Regions from separate parts of the Dromaius novaehollandiae genome. Here region 2 is linked to region 1. A link is a contact called in public Hi-C data. All regions are on one chromosome and are shown on one strand. The core of a region is the stretch at or near the end of the contact, and the rest is flanking DNA. Distances in the headings are between cores, read along the strand shown. Region 1 has its middle 120 kb from the start of EPHA4. Region 2 holds the start of EPHA4 (EPH receptor A4).

Region 1 (3,228 bases), core at 602-3,101:
AGTTAAAGGTTCGAAAGGGTCCGGCTGCTTCAGCAACGGATCTATTCTGTTTTTATGCTGTAGTGTGAAACTGTTGGTGTCTCTCATGCCTGGAAGCGCTGATGTCTCCTGGTGTCCTTTGTAAGCGGGATTTCTGCTGTGAGGACCAGCTCTTTTACAAGTGTGATTATTTTGGTTAGAGTGATTTAAGGGCAGATTTTCTCTTGTTGTCTGGTTTCCTTAAGCTGTGGAGAAGGCAGTAGCCCAGATGAGACCCAGTTAATCAGACACGCAGAAACAAATGAACACTGTAATCCAAAAATGTGTAGAACAAAGGGAACGAATGTCTCTTAGTCTGTGTGGAATCAGCTTAAAATGGGGTGAAAATGAGTAGGATTTCAGTGAGGTACAAAAGATCCAAGCTCAGAACAAACTGTCAGGTAACTTTAAAGAAATGTTTTTTGTTTCATGTGCCAATAATGAGGCTGTTCTGAAAACCTGGATCACGGCTGTTTAACAGCCGAAACACCTGCTCTGATAATTTCCCTCGCTCTCACCTCAGCACGTCGAACCTGACCTGCCTGCAGTGCCCCGACTGCAAAATGTCCCCTGGGATAATGATCCCAAAGGCAACGTGAGGTTTCCTTTTTTGCAACTTTGGCGCTCCTTCAAAACAAAGAAAAAGAAAAAAAACCCAAAACCCAAACTTCTCTTTTTTTTTCTTCTAAAAGTTGCGTGAATAGCCTCCTAGACTTCGAAGAATGAGGGGCGGTGTGGAGTTTGAAAGATACCAAGGAAGATGGTCACGAATGTGATCAGTCCCCTTGAAGGCTTCTCTCTTCTTGGCAGAGGAGAAACCAAGCAGGACACACGGACCTGGTGCGTGGGTGCTGGAAAGGGAAACGAAGCGCTGCTAGTAAACGAATTTGCCCGTCGGCCGCTCGTTGCGGGGAAACCAATTCCAGCAGGTCAGCGGCAGGGAAAGACTGACTAGTAGCCCCCAAAGGTGTGTTTAGCCAACTTTATCAAGACGGGGAGGTGTCTACCCTCAGTTTTGAGGTAAATCAGAGATTAGCGTGATGATTTACTCGAGAGTGTCATTTTGCGCAAGTCTGAGGTGGCGATCGGAACGAGATTTTGTAAAGCGTGTGTTTTGGGGACTGCTGCAGGGGGGAGAGCAGCACGTCGCACCACGGCGGGGAGGCCGCTCTGGAGAGCGCGCGGGGAAAAATCCTTCAGGGTCGCTTATGCCACCAGCCGGCTGCAGCAGCCTCCCCACGAGGCTGCTTGGTGTCGCCATCAACGCTGTGACTGCCGGTTTTCTCGGTTTTTTTTTTTTTTTTTTTTTTAAGCCTTAATCAGAGTACTGTAAATTTCAATATATGCTAATCAAATCTTTTGAGAGGTTAGTAATTATTAATAGGGAAATGCAAGAAGAGGCTGATTAATGTAGATTTTCTGGATTTCTTTGGCCCGGCAGAGCGCACAGCTGGCAGGCCGCATCCGAGGTGCGGGGCGAGGTACCTGGGACTGTTGCACCTGGCAGGGAGCTCAGGTTTGCAGACGGTTGTTTCCAAAAATTATTATAGGTACACAGGGAAGAACTGGCTGTTTTGTGGGTGTTTTTTGAGCCACGCTTGGCTTTTCTTACTCCCTCCTCCCCCTTCTCTTTTTCAGGGGTTAAGCTTAAAAAATTTCAAGCAACTTCCAGTGCAGCTGGGGTTGGCGTTTTGAAGGGAGGTGTCCGTTTGGGGCGGTTCGGCTCCCGCCGCGGGTGCGAGGGCAGAAGGCCGCTCTGGCGGGGAGGCGGGCGGCGCGCTTCCCCGGCGCAGGGCTAGGTGGCCCCCGCGCCTCGCCGCTGCCTCGCGTCGCTCCTGGTGGCGCCTGGGCACCTCTTCGAGCCGCAGCTCTGGAATGGAAAGCTTCGCAGCGTTGTAGCTTCAGGCGGTCATAAAATTGTTAGGGAAAGAAGAAGGCACCAGAAGCGCAGCCTGTTTTGGGAAAATGTGTGTCAAAATGCCAGGGTGGGCGTAGGAGAGGTAGGCGGAGAGGCAGAGGGGGAACACCCATGCCAGCTGGGACCCTAAAGCGGACACTGCTGCATCTCTTTCTGGAAAACTCTGTAGGGAAGCAGAAATGACGTGTTTGGTAGGTGCTCGGGTGTTAGGTAGTGCTGTCGGGCTTACTGACACTGTTAGGAGTTGCTGTTTCTCTACACAAGGTGTTTTCTCCAAGATTCGACTCAGCTGTGTTTATTGCAAATGCTGCTTAAATGTCTGTTGACAGAAACTTGCGTTTTGGTGTGGATCCCCTGACTTTACGCGCCCTTTCTGTTGCCGGGTGGGTGTGCGGGGCCGCGCTCGCCCGTGCCCCATCTGCACCGCACGGTGCGCATCGTCTGCGCCGCTCTGTCCCCGCGGGCCCAAGGCCGCGTGCGGCTTTCTCTGCGCGGAGCCCACCCGTGAATTCGGTGAGGCCGTTGCTCCTAAGTGCGAGCAAAGGCATTGCAGGTTGACCCAGATAGTGTTTTTCTGTATGGCTTTTTTTTTTTTTTTTTTTTTTTTCCTCTTTCCTTCCCCTGTAGATGCAGTAATGCAATGCTAATTCAGTGCTGCAATTCACGGCCAGATGTACAAATACAACAAATGCAGCTATCAGGAATAACTTTTTAATTAAAAAACCTTGCATGTCTTTACAGTAAAAAAAAAAAAAAATCCTCTTCTGTTTTGCTTACAGTATATAATTTCTCTTTTTTCCCCTGTAAATTAGACGTTAAAATGCAGAAACACATTACTCATCTTCTGTTGTTTCAGTTTTCCCCTAAGAGCACCTCAGCGTCTTCGAGCATCTGGTCATCCTGTTTCGGTAAATCTTGCGTTGAAAGCAAACGAGCTGGGATGGGTTCGTGTCCTCATACAGATTATTTTGTTTAATGCTGTTTATATATAAACTTCTCTCATCCAATGCACTGTTATTTGGCAACACATATAACAGCGTTGTACAAGGAAAATATTAAATAAATACACTCTAATATAACTCTGTTAGTAACATAATCCTGTCGGAGGTGAAGGAAGCGGCTGCAGGAGGGCACTTGGCAATACACACGTTACGCCACACTTGGGTGAGTGAAGGGACAGGACTTTTGCTGCTTGTTAATACTCTGTCACAGATGACTGCTGTTTTGTGAATACGGTTAAGCTGTTTGGTCCCGTAAAACATGAAATAAAGGGTGATTCAAGCAGGCTGCCG
Region 2 (3,472 bases), core at 224-2,723, 120 kb after region 1:
TTGTCATTATTATTGATACTCATAGTGAAAAAAATTGATCTCACAATCAGTGAGTAATTACAGTTTTATATGGTCAAGAAATAGCTGCATTTTGCAAACTGTCTTGTTGGAATTAAGTTATGCTAAAGCTTTTCTTCTGTTTTGTTTTAAAAGGCAGCCACTGAAAAACAGGCCTCCAGACAGTTTTATAAATATATACTGTTTAAAGAACATTGTTTACCACACTGACACTGCCTAATAAACCAAGGACTTACGGACTTTTCAAAACTATGGCTTTATTGTAAATATGCATTTAGAGGTATTTTTAAAGTCTTATGGTCTAGGCATACAAAGCAAAGCAGGGGTGCAGCTAGCTTTATCTTGTTAAAATTAATATGCATTGCATTGTTTTAAAGACATCAACGAATACTGTTTTTATTTGATACAGAGCTGCTTTGAATCATGCATATACATGTAAGTATTTGGGGTGTGTGTGTGTATATATATATCTGGTGTACACGAGAGTGTGTGTGCCTTTATGGGTCTCCTTAGCCACTACTGTAACTTAAAATGTTCACAGAGAATGTATAAAAATGTGAATTTTGTCCTATAGACCGTAACATCTTCAAAGGAGCTGTTATGTCTGTCCTTCCAGCGAGTATTTACGGACTCTTGGCTTCGCAGATTATTCGTCTGCTGCGGGGCTTTTTTCCTTAACTCGCTGCCTGTAACTGAGAGGGATGTGCTGGTTTGAGGCAGCTGTGATGGGAAGGGGGTTGTTTTAATATTTGCTGCACATGTTTTGGAGGGGGGAAAAATTATTAGTCCTATTCTGTTGCTTTTTCTTAAGCCCCTGCCACCATGCTGCGGTCCTTGTGCATAAAAATATTAACGATTTGTGTTTGTGGCACGCAGCGGGCCTCATCCTCCCCGTTCCCCACCTTGAAAACTTCCAGTTTGGGCCAACCTCGGCTTTAACATTTTTCTGTCTTTAATTGCAAGGAAAAGGGCGGGAGGGGAAATAAAATCGCGGGGGGGGGGGGGGAACAGCGCTTCGGTCTCCGCCGCCAGCCTCTCCACCCGCGGAGCCCACACGTCGCACCGGCGGCGACACTTTCCCGAGTGGCGCTGCCTCCGGGCGGCGATGAAAAATGAAGGAAATAAAACGGGGGGGGAGAGTGGGGGGGGGGTGGAACGGGGAGCCGCCGCCAGGTGACGCTGTTGTTTAACGGTCGCGGCGCGCGGGGCAAAGCGGGAGGGGCGGGGCGGGGAGGGGCGGGGCCACGGGACGCTCCGGCGGAGCGTCCCGTGGCCCCGCCCCTCCCCGCCCCGCCCAGTGCTCGGCGCTGGCGGTGCCGGGCGCGGGGCAGAGCCGCGGCCGCGCTCCCCGCCTTCCCGCGGCGTCCCAGCCCGGCGGCCCGGGGCGGGGCTTGGGGGCGGCGCCGGCGGCGCTGATTGGCGGGCGGCGCTGACGGGCAGGCGGCGCCCCGCCCCCTTGGCAATGTCTACGTCCCGCCGCACTCCCCATGTAGGCAGTTATTCCACTGGGATAGAGGCGGCCGGAGCGGCAGCGGCGGCATGGCCGGGGTCTCGTACTGCGCCCTCGTCCCGCTCCTCTTCGGGGTCTGCGGGGCCGTCACCGGCTCCCGGGTGTATCCCGCCAACGAAGGTGAGCGGCCGCGCGGGGCGCCGGCGCCGAAGTTTGGCGCCTCCGCGGCGGCTGCCGGGCGCCTCGGCGCGGGGATCCGCTCGGCCCGGCCGGTGCCGCGGGGGGGGCGGGCGCGGCGCAGGTGCCGCGGGGGGTTCGCTGGAGAATGGCAGCGCTCGCGGGACACCCCGTATCTGTCCCCGTGAGCACGCACACACATACACACACGTATGTTTGAAAGTAAGAGCGCTCCTGCGCTGTCTCCCCCGGGCGCCGAGTGCGGGGTGCCCGCGGAGCCCCGGGGCGGGCGGCGGTGCCGGGCGGGCGCGGGCAGGTGAGCGGCGCTCAGCGCTCCTGTCTCTGCCTCTCCGCAGTTACCTTGCTGGACTCCCGCTCGGTGCAGGGCGAGCTGGGCTGGATCGCGAGCCCGCTGGAAGGAGGGGTAAGTCTCAGCGCGGTCCGACCGGGGGGAGAGGGGGGCGGGTAGCTGCCGGCGGTGCCGAGGTCGGGTTCCCCCCGGCTCACGGCGTGGAGCCCCCTGTGCGCGGACCGCCCTGGCACGGCTCTGCCGGGGAAGAGCTGGGAGCCAGCGGGGCAGAAAAGAGGTCTCGCAAGTAGGAGGGTGGTTGAGGCACGGGCTTAAGTGCCTGTTCAAAGCTGAAATACCGGCAAGAAACACGATCTGGCGACCGGGCTGGCATTTGTGACTGTAATTACTGTATCCCGGGACCGCCTGGACAGGGCGATGTTCAGGACGGTGGCTCGCCTGTTCCTGGGTGAAGGAGCAGGGATGAGTGTACGAGCTAGACCCGCCTGGTGCGAAGGGACAGCTCTTAATCGGGATGTAAGTCAAATGCTTCGGTCTCTGAACGACACCCAGCGCTCGACGGCGAATCGTTGCAATTTCTTTTTGCGTCCTCTCTTGTAAGGGAAGATTGCGAGAGAAGGCTGCCTGGACTCGCTGCTTGGCTGTGATGTTAAGGGACTCGCACGTCCTCGGTTGGGGCTCAGAGCAACTCTGCTTAGTCAGCTGCAGGCAAGGCATCTCTGCTAGTTGAGCTTTATGTTAGATAGGCGGCTTGCTGCTGCCTTGTCCGTGTCCCATCCTGCACGGCACCGAGCACCTCTGCGAAACTCGGGAGGATGCTGAGAACTGGCAGAGGCAATACTTCGTCGGATCAGGCTCTTTGAGATTTTTAATAAACAGTTAGAAAAGCTTTTTCTTTGTATAAAATGAACAGTCTAAGAAAAAATGCCAGCAATGCGCACTAAACTTAAAAATCTCTCAAATCCTTTTAATATTAAAATAATAAAGCAGCTTAGCATGTTTAAGTAAAAGTAACTAAATCAAATTGATTGAAAGATTAAAAGTGGCTGAACGATCAGGATCTGTGTGCAATAGAGTGCTGGATTCTCCAGGAAACCTGTGAATGCCCCCCTGGTAATCAGAAGATGCAGAGCTAGGGAAACAGCAGCGAGTGGAAGGAATGCGCTGGCTGGCGATGCATTATGCATAAGCTCTGCATAACCATAACACGGGAGAATGGGGGATTGTTTTGCTCCCCCGTTGTTGTTCTGCCTGAACTTGACTACAGTCCTGGCTTGTGCTGTGCCTGAGCACTGTGCTGTCCCTGAAACTTCTTCCCCCTCCCCCCCCCCCCCTTTTTTTTTATTCTTAAAAGAAAAAAAGAGTGGGGAAGTGATTGGCAGGCCTCTGGCAGTGCAGACAGTGTGCATTCACTGCCGATTGCAGGCAATTGCCCTCGTCCTTTGACGGTGTGGAAAGGTACAGCTCTATCTCAGTGAAAGTCAGGCTTCCTTGTTAATCCTCTACCCTGGAAAGGT

What was found. Hi-C and Micro-C count contacts between places; a contact is called where the count stands out from the background.
Region 2: a Hi-C map of brain shows a contact between it and region 1, with 2.7 times the contacts expected there. The contact joins the promoter of EPHA4 here to the enhancer-like site in region 1. A contact is called at or near these places in 2 of 4 Hi-C or Micro-C datasets (brain and liver).

The regions. Positions count from the first base shown.
Region 1 is chr9:22,347,865-22,351,092 of bDroNov1.hap1, forward strand. No RefSeq gene overlaps it. Among named protein-coding and RNA genes, the nearest start is that of EPHA4, 120 kb to the right of the region's middle. Within about 2 kb of position 1,852, at least 1 of the 2 cell types and tissues checked has open chromatin away from gene starts, as enhancers often do.
Region 2 is chr9:22,466,108-22,469,579 of bDroNov1.hap1, forward strand. It overlaps EPHA4 (EPH receptor A4), which reads left to right and starts at 1,474. Exons shown (of 19, transcript XM_064516930.1): 1 at 1,474-1,648; 2 at 2,002-2,069. The coding sequence starts at 1,558.